Linked DNA regions of Rattus norvegicus: region 1 is linked to region 2. The links are chromatin contacts, called in public Hi-C maps. All regions are on one chromosome and are shown on one strand. The core of a region is the stretch at or near the end of the contact, and the rest is flanking DNA. Distances in the headings are between cores, read along the strand shown.

Evidence for each region. Hi-C and Micro-C count contacts between places; a contact is called where the count stands out from the background.
Region 1: a contact with region 2 is called in a Hi-C map of Schwann cells, with 4 times the contacts expected there. The contact joins two enhancer-like sites. A contact is called at or near these places in 8 of 12 Hi-C or Micro-C datasets (the A7r5 cell line, the Rat2 cell line, Schwann cells and 5 more).

The regions. Positions count from the first base shown.
Region 1 is chr12:51,315,588-51,321,107 of GRCr8, forward strand. All of the region lies in intron 1 of Ttc28 (tetratricopeptide repeat domain 28), which reads right to left. Among named protein-coding and RNA genes, the nearest start is that of Ttc28, 130 kb to the right of the region's middle. Within about 2 kb of position 2,309, at least 64 of the 93 cell types and tissues checked have an H3K27ac peak or open chromatin away from gene starts, as enhancers often do. A contact at or near this core is called in the A7r5 cell line and Schwann cells, where this site is marked.
Region 2 is chr12:51,089,059-51,094,698 of GRCr8, forward strand. All of the region lies in intron 5 of Ttc28 (tetratricopeptide repeat domain 28), which reads right to left. Among named protein-coding and RNA genes, the nearest start is that of Pitpnb, 130 kb to the left of the region's middle. Within about 2 kb of position 2,988, at least 12 of the 93 cell types and tissues checked have an H3K27ac peak or open chromatin away from gene starts, as enhancers often do. A contact at or near this core is called in the A7r5 cell line and Schwann cells, where this site is marked.

The DNA.
Region 1 (5,520 bases), core at 1,059-3,558, 230 kb after region 2:
GGGAAGAATTCCCCTTCAGTCAATGAACCCTCAGCTCCACATTCAGCTAGAAACAAAGAAATCCAGAAATGATAGTGAACCTAGAAACCCAGAATTCAAAAAAGCCCAAACTAGTAGTGACGGACAAGACTGCAAGATACCAAACCACCAATCAGCCTTAGCGGTTAGATGGGAAGGTGGCTGGCAGTACAAATCTGTGGGTGCTCTCCCTAGCTCTGTTCAGGTCACAGTATGCTACCACTCTTCAAGTGGGGTGTGGATATTCTTTATGGATCAATTTGGTAAAACACCTGACATGTAGCTGTACCACTACAAATGTGTTAACAGAGGCAGGCAGAAACCATGGCAATGGTATGATCACTTGAGTATTCTGGCAGGACTGAGAAAATTCAGAGTCTGCTAAAGGGTTGGTGGTGCCTACTGGAGTTGAATAGCATCTTTCCCAAGGTAGCTTTCACTTTCAGTGTACAAGAATTGCTCTCAAGCACCAACGAATAACGACACAGACTCGGACAGCTCGGCTTCTATGAGCTCTCCAGATTGATATCTGAATCCTTACACCATGATGCCTTGTGACTGAATACAGAAAATAAACAGAGTCTCTGGTATAGCCATCTAAGCATCGCAGTGAGTAAATACCGCAGTGAATCCTAACACTTGAAACAGAATCTTCCAGAGTCCAGAAATCCACCTAGCTGCCAAGAATAATACTTCCTTGGTTCAGGCAATACCGGTACCCAGAGGGGTTTTCAGTGACATAACCATATGAGTTACTACATGTTGGGTAAAATAGGAAAAGCAGGCATTTGTGATGTACAGTTTGTAGAGATCTCTAAACTACTCACGGAGATTACACAAACGTAGAAGATTCTAGGACTATGCAGCATCTGTTTAAGATGTTTGATTATATGGGGTTTTCGTGTGTTCTCATGGGGGTGGGGGTGGGGAGTTCACAAACCTCTTATACCAATCTAGTTGAACGGAGCCCTTTGATAAGAACCTAACAAATATGTGAGTGATTTTGCCTTTGGGCTGAGGTAGAAACAACTGCCACTGGATAAAATCGAATCAATTGGATACCAAAGAAAACCTTTGCATTCGTGGGGCCATAATGAAGCCCGGTCTGCTCGGCTCCCTGGCAGTCAAACCAGCGCCGTGTCGTCTCAGTACTTCACACATGATTTCTATTTCAGCTCTGATGTCAAACTCGACATCACACATCATGGCACAAAGAAAGAACCAGTTTAGCTACTTGAGTGAAACACCAGACAGCTGCTAGCAGAGACAGGTCACGGCTGGGGAGGGGCACGGCACATTCAGTTCGCTGTGTTTTCCTTCGGAAGAATGTCAATAAAAACCATGGCCAAATGAGGTATTGAAGGGAAAGTCCCGCTATGCTGTAAACCGCTGTGTTAACCTAAGAGTGGCAGTCAGGCAAGTTTGCAAAGGGGAACCCTGGCCAAACACACAGCTGCCAAGAACTTGAAGAAAGCTGTCTTTCTCCCTCTGTGTCCCAAGGAAGGGACCGGTCCCACATTTAGAAACGTTATTTCGGGGACCAATAGCAATTTATTTTGATAGAACCACTAGATGTTTTTTCCTCCGGTTCTCAACAAAGGAGCCATATTAGGAAATAATCTTGCAAAAAGCAAAGTACCCCCTCCCCCTTGCCCACGATCGATGCACACACCACGCGGCGCACAATGGCCGGCGCGCCCGCACTCGCCCACGCGGCCGCGGGTCCCCGCAGCCGCCCCGCCGCAGCCCTGGCGCCAGAGGCCGGGCGGTCGCGGGGAGCTGCTCCGCGCTCGCTCCGGGGCTGCCCGCCCCCCAGCGGGGCCCAGGGGAAGCGGCTGCCAGCGGCCCGGACGCCGGTCCCCGAGGGGCAGGGGGCGCTCCGACGCCCACCTGCGGGCCTAGCGGGGCGGGCGAGCCGCTGCTCCGGGCCAGCACGCGGGGCTGAGGCTCAGCTGTCACCCCGCCGGGCCTCGCGCCCCCGGAGGCGAGAACTTGGCGGGCGGTGGGCGCACGGACCCAGATGGCCTCGGGGTCCCACGGGGCCCCCTCCCCGCCAGCCCCACCGCTGCCGTCGGCGCACTCACCTTCTTCCGGGGCTGCCATTTCATCATATTTGTACAGCCGACCCGGGACGCATCAAGAGGTGGGCTGGGGACTGGGGGCAGACGCAGGGCGGCGGCGACTGCAAGTCATGCTGCCTCCTTGAACCCCCTCGTTCTTTCCCGGATAGGATAGGACGGACAGTCTTCGTCTTCGGTTCAGCGCGAAGTACCGCGGCCACCACACTCACTCTCCCTCGGGGCTAGGACGTCCCGGCGGCCAACGGCGCGCCCGGGCCGGAACGGGGCATGTTCCCTGACCCGCGCCTGCGAAAAGGCTCCAGGAAGGAGCTCTCCGATGGGCCGCAGACCCCTCAGAGCAGAGACCAACAGCAGAAGCTACCACAGAAACCTGGCCGGGCTCCTGCCATCCAAGCCCCTCTTGGCGAATTCTCCTCTTCTCAAAAAAAGAAAAAGATTAGACAAGCAATCAAACCCTCACACGCAGCCTGGAGCAATTCCCAAAATTCTGGGTGTATTTCTCGTTTGTAAAAATTTAGCAAAGAAAATTCCAAAGATCTGTAATCAGAGCTTCTTTGCGCAGTTTTCTGCTTCTTAGACAACTTGGGATCGGATCTGCCCATCCGAAATGTCCACCTTCCCTGAACACAGTCAGTAGGAAAACTTGGTTTGTGTGTTTAGAACCTACGTGGGGAAAGGCTGGAAGGAAATCCTGCAAGACCCTAACTCCACGGCTCAGTCTGCACTAATGACTTCCTTCCCTTCGGTGTGAGCACAGCCAGCCCAGTTCCAGCCACACAGAGCACAGAGTTTCTGGGTCTTAGTGCCACGACATCTACCACACAGCAAAAAAGTGAAGCTACAGTTCCATAGGCGTCCACAGGCCGGCTCGGAAACCTCTCAAGAATTCTTATATTTGGGTGAGCTACACGGAGAAATAAAAGGGGCAAGAGTCCAAATCAAACTTGCACAGAGGGGCTGGAGAGATGGCGGCGGGGCTAACTGTACAGAGGACCTGTTCCCAGAGGCCACGCCACTTCCTGGGGATCTGACCTCCACTGACTCCTGCATATGACTGTGCACCTAAACTCATACAAGCAAATGCACTTAAAACGTAAATAAAATAAATAATAAATGATTTTTTAAAAAGCTATAAAAATTCTGATTTAAAGAAAAGATTTGAGATCTCGAACAAGAAAAATTAATCAGAAACTTTACCACAAATAAACTTAAATATAGATTTTATTCCTTCTCTAAATTAAATTGCTTTTAAAGATTAACAGAGTCTCACTATATAGGTAACTTGTGATGTCAATCCATCCATCCTTCCACTTCAGCCTGCTGACAGACTGAGTAGCATTAATTGTACTACTATAAAATACTGCAGCCTGGCATTAGTGGCACACGCCTTTAATCCCCAGCACGAGGGAGGCAGAAGCAGAAGGATGTCAGAGTTTAAGGCCAGCCAGGGCTACAGAGTGAGTTCCAGGATAGCCAGGGCTACATAGAGAAACCCTGTCTCAAAAAAACCTATCTTGAAAAGCCAAATAGATGGACGGATGGATGGATGGATGGATGGATGGATAGATAGATAGATAGATAGATAGATAGATAGATAGATAGATGGCAGATAGATGATAGATAGATAGATAGATAGATAAATAGATGAGATGATAAACAGATATAGATGGACTGTTTTATTCCTCTTTGTGTAATAATTCCATCTTATAGATGATTGATCTATGAGTACAAAATACTATATAATACTATTATCATTTATTATCCAACATACCTATCACCTGCCATTCCACCCTAAGGCTATTTCGGGAGATGCTGATATAACTGGCACTAGAGGTGCACACACTATTAACTGCATCCAACATTCCTATGCACTATCAGAACTAGCTTATGCAGGAAATCTGATGCAGGCACGGGTGTCACTCACTGAAACACACAAAACAATTGAGAGTCGACATCAGTGGCCACACAGATCTCTCTCACTCCACCTTTCACACGAGGTTAGCTGCTCAACTGAAACACACACAGAGCTTGAGGACTGGAAGTCAGACCTACAGGACCTGACTCCCGAGCCTGGGTCATGACACACTGAACCCCACAGCTACATGCCTCATAGCCCTGCCCTGTCCTTGTACATGGGGTGGTGAGGGAATGAAGAAAAGACAGATAGACGGACACCTGGGATCAGATGGTCTGGAATCTCTAATGGAGAAACCTCAGCACCCTGGAAGTTCAGCATGTTTAGTATCTGGAGTTGAACAGAGGTGAGGTTACTGCATTCAGATGAACAAGGAGGGGAGGTTACTATAGAGGAGCAAGGAGGCAGGATCTATGGTGTGCACGGGACCAAGGAGACACAGCTAGCAATGTTGTTGGAGCAGTCTTTGCAGGGAGCAGTCTTCAAGCCTTAACTAGCCAGAGGAGAAAGCTTTTGTGGAAAGCTTTTCTGTACACACCATCAACACTTGAACTCAAGTCTCCCTGAGAAGGCTTTGCCAACTCTCTGACCCTGAGACCGTGTGCCCTTTGACAAGGCTGTGCCCATGTCAAAGCACACATTCACTCACTCAGGGATCTCTCTGTCCTCTGCATACCCCTCGTCATCACTGTACCTCCTGTCAACCCCTTTCTGGGTGCTCCAAATATGAGGAAGAGGCTGCTCCAAGTCATGACTTCAGCTACAGAGAAAGCCAGCATTCTCAGTGCACTGTGAAATACGTAACTTGTTCTGGCAACTCTGTATCCGTATTCCACTGGAACTAAAAATTCCCTACTGACTTTCCTAGAGTCAGCTCTCTTCCCAACAGCCCTAGCTTCTGTCCATGACATCACTATGTTCCCAAGATCACAGACTCCTGCCACAATGTTCCCCACATCTAATCTATGAGCTCTTGTAACTCCTTCCTAGACAACACGTTTGAATTCTTCTTGCTGATGCCTGTGAGTTCCAGGCCAGTTGGGTTCCAACAGGAGACACCCATCAAAATCAAAACAAAACAAGAATGAATGGAGAATAGAAAAGGATGGTGAATGAGTGAGACTCCATTCTACTTCCTACGGAAGACAAGGCAGTTTGTTCTTGGAACCAAAATCAGAGTGTACTGTATAGAAGACAAATCACTGAAAAAATTAACAGTAAGAAAGGACACAGCTGAAGCAGAATATCTCTCTCTCTCTCTCTCTCTCTCTCTCTCTCTCTCTGTCTCTATGTCTCTATGTCTCTCTGTGTGTGTCTGTCTCTATGTCTGTCTCTCTGTGTGTGTGTGTATGTGTGTGTGTGTGTGTGTGTGTGTGTGTGTGAGAGAGAGAGAGAGAGAGAGAGAGAGAGAGAGAGAGAGAGAGAGAGAGGCAGGCAGACAGACACAGAGACAGAGAGAGAGAATGATGGGGTTCCAGGCTGACCTTTAATGCCTGTGCTCAGGAT
Region 2 (5,640 bases), core at 1,738-4,237:
TAAAGATCTGATGGGGCTTGTATTCCATTAGGGGGAAATCAATATTGTTGAACTGAACTCAAAGGTATGAGCAAAGAATAAAGGGTTGTTCAAATAAACGGGAGATAGCGATGACCGTTGGTTCCCATACACAGACGCGGAAGTGTGGAAGCATGAGACTCTGCATCCTTCTGTGCGCCCCTTCCTTTCCCCTGGCTTTGGGAAGGGATGGGAGATATGAGGGGATTAAAGACCGAGAGCATCAAGATGCCGCCCCGCCTTCTGTGAACTGCCCCTTGTCCCGAGGGATGCGCAGGCCCCAAGGGGCTGGTGCTGGGGGCAGGGATGAGCTAAACCAGCTGGAAATGTGCCTCCAAGCAACTCACGTGCTGACCTGGAGCAGGAAAGGTGTGCAAGGCGGGGAACATGGAAGGAAGTGCAAACAGCATGGGGTGGAGTGTGAGGTGACAGAAAACAAAGCCTGCCTGTGGGTGGCAAGCAGCTTCTCCTAGTGCCTACTGAGCTCCGCTTCTGAGGACTATTCACAGCTCAGGGAGACCTGGGAGGACAGACAGACCGTGGGACAAAGACAGGATGCCCCCACCACAATCTGTTCTTGAGTGAGCAGAGTGGGTGAGGTTGGCTGTCAGAATCTGGGGCTCTGAATGAAAGCTTAGTGGAGTTAGGTGGCTCCCTCTGCAGGAGGGAGGAGAGGCAGCCTGCCGGCCTGAAGCCCCTCCTGACCCAGCTGTGAGCCAGCTTCTGCAGTTCAAATTCCTGTCTCTGAGCTGAGGTCCCTGGTCGGTGGGGTCTCCAGTCTCTGCAGTCCTGCAAGCTCTAAAATGTGTGATCCTCCCATATCCCCAGGAAGGTCCCTTTCTCCTCCCAACTTTTTGGCTTTCTGTCCCCGAGCTTACCCATCTCATCGCTGGTTTCACTCACAGAGGCTAGAATCACACAGCCAACTATATCCACCCGGATGATCTGTGTAGAGAGACCCACACACAACATGCCAGCCATGCCCTGGGAACAGTTTGGGAAGGTGGTAGCTAAGGAAAGGCTCTTGTTCCTGGGGAGACCTGAGTGTGGCTCCAGTTACTTGGGGCACCCTAAGCAGCGTGTAACCTCCCTATCCATCAGGTGTAGGGTAGCTGCGGGGTCAAGATGAAGCTGGGAGCTGCAAGGTCCCACCAGCATGAGGTGGTCTCGAGGGGGTGGGGTTCTTAAAGCAGATCCAGCGGGGGTGGGGGAGAATGGCAGACCTCTGATCTGAAATGGCTGCATGTGGCCCTGTCTAAAGAAGCGTTTAATGTTGCTGTGAACTGAGGCTGTTCACATCAACCCACCAGATCGCAGCCCCCAGGGACATCTGCTTTCAGGCTGTCACTCCCTCAGAGGACTTAGGTCAACCCGAGTGCCACACAGCATCCCACTAAGAGCGCCAAGGCTCAGTCCTGTCTATCAGCCCTGCCTTCTGGGTTCCCCCGAATCATTTCACAGGCTCTACACACACAGCACAGCCACACTATCCACGGCCCAGATGCTCTAGAGATGGCTGTAATCTTCTTAATAAAGGCAGGTTAATTAAATACATAACTAAATAGGCAGGGCTTTATAGCCCTTTTACTTATTCATGTAAACAAACCTATAGGTCAGAAATATGCATTTTTTTCAGGTCAGATTCCTAAGACTTGGGTTTTTTTTTTTTGTTTGTTTGTTTTTTGCTTTTTGTTGTTTTTTTTTTTTTTAACTTGGAGAAACAGTTACCGGAATTATTTTTCAATTATGGGTTCATTAGCATGGCCCAGAAATCTAAGGCTGGAATTAATTTTTTTTAAATGCGGAAGAGGAGGAAGAGGAGGAGGAGGTGTCCTGTCACTAAATAGCCTGACACATTGTTGACATTAAGTTTCCAGACTGTGGTTCTATTGGTTGCCAAGGAGTAAAGAGCAATGTCGGCATTCGATCCCAAGACTGGAGTGCGTCTGTTGCTGCTTACATCCTGTAGTTAAAACTGGTTCCTCGATGTGAGACTGCCCGCTACCAGCAGATGCTCATGTGCCCAAGTGAGGCCACGGGAACCTTCTCCCCAATTTAACTGGTCAATAAAAGGCTAGAACCTGTTATTGGGCTGTGGAGAAAGTAAGACTGGACTGGAGGTTTGAGAGGAGGTTCCAGGTGAGGGGAGGGAGGAGGAATCGGCCATGGTTCAGAACCCCATGTCAGGGAGAAATAGCAAGTAACAAGGGGCTTAATGACCAGGTAATAAGCTAGAATAGCCCTAGATCTCCCAATCTAGGCATCTGGCTTATAAATAAAGTACCTGGATTGTGTGTCTTTCATAGGGACATATTAGAACAATAGTTCCAACAATTCAAGACCAGCTTTCTGGACCTTACTCCATCCCTATAAAAGAGGGCTTTCTTGACCACGCCCCGCACTCGCTCTCTCGCTTCTGTCAAGTGCTGCTCTGTTCAACCTTGTGCTCCTTCAGGTCTTGTGCTTGTTTTAAAACACGAGCAAGAATGTTGCTTTCTTCACCCTTTTCTCATTACATCTCAGACACAGTTGATACAAAGTCAATGAGTGAAGGGGCAGGCAGGAATTGTTTGTGTCTCATGAAATGCCCCTGGCAGCGGAGCCACTGCAAAGCCAGCTGCAAGGCGTCCACTTTGTAATCCTTTCCATGATCCCTGTGGCCGGGCACCCATGAGTGAACTGGTCACAGGGTGATTTGTTGGTGGTTCTGGTAAGAGGGGAAAAAAAAAAAAGCAGCTGTCTGCTAGAACAGGACTCTGCAGCTGTATCTGTGATCCTCTGCACGCCTACGGCTGTTGTTTCCTGTCAACTACAGCCTCAGGGGGAAGTCTAGGAATCTGGTCAGATGATTTTGCCTCATTTTTGCCATAGGAAGGACAATTCAATACCAAGACAAACTCCCCCAGTGCCTCAGACATTCAGTTCTGCGGCCACTAAGCCCTCGTGACTCACCAACGAAGCCACATCCACACAGGGAACAGTCTTTTCTGTGCTGTGACATCTTTTTGTCATTTAAGTGATTTGCATTGATAGTAGTAGATTCTGCCTCCAGATCTTTCTGACATTGCTGGGTGATGTCCTAATAAAGATGGGTCAGCACGGTGCCTTCGGTGCACAGGAGGTTCCCTGAGGCTTCACAATCACCGCCCACTGGACACTTTCCCTGGGGTGCCTCTTGCGGTGCACTGAGAGGGCAGATGACTGCTTTATTCAGATAGGAAAGTGCCCAGTGGGTGTTAATCAGCACAGGCTGGGGCTGAAATCACAAATCTAATACAGCTATTCTGCCTGGTTTCAGGGGTGGGGTGCACCTGCTGGAGGACAGGGCAGGATTCTCTCTCTCTCTCTCCCTCCCTCCCTCCCTCCCTCCCTTACTCCCTCCCTCCCCCCAACCCCGTCCATCCCTCCCCTCCCCCCACCATGCACATAAGCACAGTGCTGTTGACCCACCCATTCTGTGCTTTTATGGTCACCCAAATTCTCTTCCTTTGTCAGAACCCATCCTGGTAACAGCTTGAGCAGTGCAGCAGTCATGCTATGAAATGACTTGCAAACCACAGACACAAATATTTGGGCCAAGAATGTGGAATCCACTGCTGTCACATTCCATTATTTCTGGTGGAGCAATTCACTAACATTTTGGAATCTAGATCATAAATTATGCAGAGCCTCAGCAAAAGAGCTGAGAACACAAACTGCTGTAATAAAACTCCTGTTACTGGAGTCGTAAAAAGAGAACAAAGAAAAGGCAAAGAAGAAAAGCAGTGTAGGACTTCCATGCCTCCCTCTGTCTACCTCTCTTAACCATCCACAGAACAGCCATCACTGGGGCACACCGGCATTCATTCAAACACTGTCATTCTAGAGTCCCCACAACACAGCAGGCCTTCTGGAGGATGCTGGAATGTTGTACATACACCTGAACGTCTGCCCATGCCTGGTACTAGGTTGTGGGTGTGTGGGGGTCACTGGCCTCTGGGTTCATTGTGTTGGGAGGTGTCACAGCTATCAGTAAAGAAGCTCTGTTTTGCAAGTGGCCTCCCAAGGAACAGACAATAGCAGAGTCTCCTGTCTCCCAGCCCACTGAGCTTGGTCTCCCAGAAGAAAGACCCCTAAGAATGGGGGTAGAGGGTAGATAGACAAATGGACAAAATGACCAGTGGCGGACAGGTCAGTGTGTATGGTCACAAAGGTCAGAGTGGCCATTTCACCAAAATCCCTTATGAATATCAGAAAGCTGGGCCACTTTGAGGGCACAGGCCTCCTTGTCAGTTACAGCAGGGCTGGAAAGCACTGCTTTTCCTGTCCCCGCAGGGAATCTATCACTTGGCAACCATTCAGAACGTTAAGGCACACCGCAGGTAAGCCAGGCCGAACTGTGGGGGGGTTGTGGGGGGGGTCTCCCGGGCTTCAAGGCAGGGAATGTGGAAGACACTCGGCAGATGCACTGATGCTCCTGAGCTTGTTGCAAAACGTGTTTAGAAGCAAACAAAACAAGATCACACAGAAGGTCCGGAATGTTGAGACAGGGGGAAAAAGGACTCGTGGTTTAAGCCATATAAGGGAAGAAAGTTATTTTTTTCACTAGCCTGGAAAGAAACTTGTAGCAAATCCAGGACATAAAAGGAGCTGGGTTCTCTCATCTGGCTAGGCCAAAATGGTCAAGTTCTTCTATTGGGGTTTTGTTGTTGGTTTTGTTTTGTTTTACAAAGAACTACTCTGAATACCGCCCCTCCCCAAAGCCTTGGCATCACCTGGGAACCAAGTGAAGGGCCAGATAAGGGAGAAACCTGGTGGCTCAAGCTCACTTCCAGAATGGGAGGTCTCACTCAGTCCTTGCCACATTTGCTGAGCCTGCACTGGGGGTCTACCCGCACGCCCACCCAGAGCTCCTTAACCTTGTTTCACATCTGATGTGACTCTCCCCAGACCACACAGCTCCATGCTACAATTCAAACCGGGGCAGGTCTGGAGCCAAGACCCAGGTTTTCTGTCCCTGGCTGCCTCCCACCCCTCCCCTCTACACCCCTCCCCTCCCCTCCCCTATCCGTACCCTACCCCTGCCACACTCCCACCCAGGCCTAATTGTAGAAATGATTTCAGATTTTTTCAGTAAGGTGCTCTGAAGTCACCAGTGTGAGTTCAGACAGCTAGTGCTGTTCTGTGAACTCTGGGGCTATTGTCATCTTTCTTTAGTGAGGATCTTCTAGAAAGTCAAAGATGCTGGCAGTGGACGCCCCTTACTCAAGTCTGCTAATTGGGTTGAGTGCAGACATCTGCGAGCCTATTTTAAAAGAGACAAATCTATGGGCATATAGGAACAGCGGTACTATTTACTGAGTGCCGTGATCCTGCTAGGCGCTCCTCATCGATTCACAGGGTGTCGAAGATTAACACCCTGAGAGAGATTGGCATTGAGAACTCAAGAGGCATCTGAAGGGGAGCCCTGACATCTGCAGGGCTCACCGCCCGCAGGGACTGGCAAGCAGACCCCTGCAGAGGTCTCCAGTAGGCAGGCACAGATTGCCCATGGGCACTGGAGAGAGCGATGTGGATCTGAGGCGCCTTGTAGAGCCATGGTAGTTATAACGGAATTGGCAAGGAATCTAATGCTTTGCTATG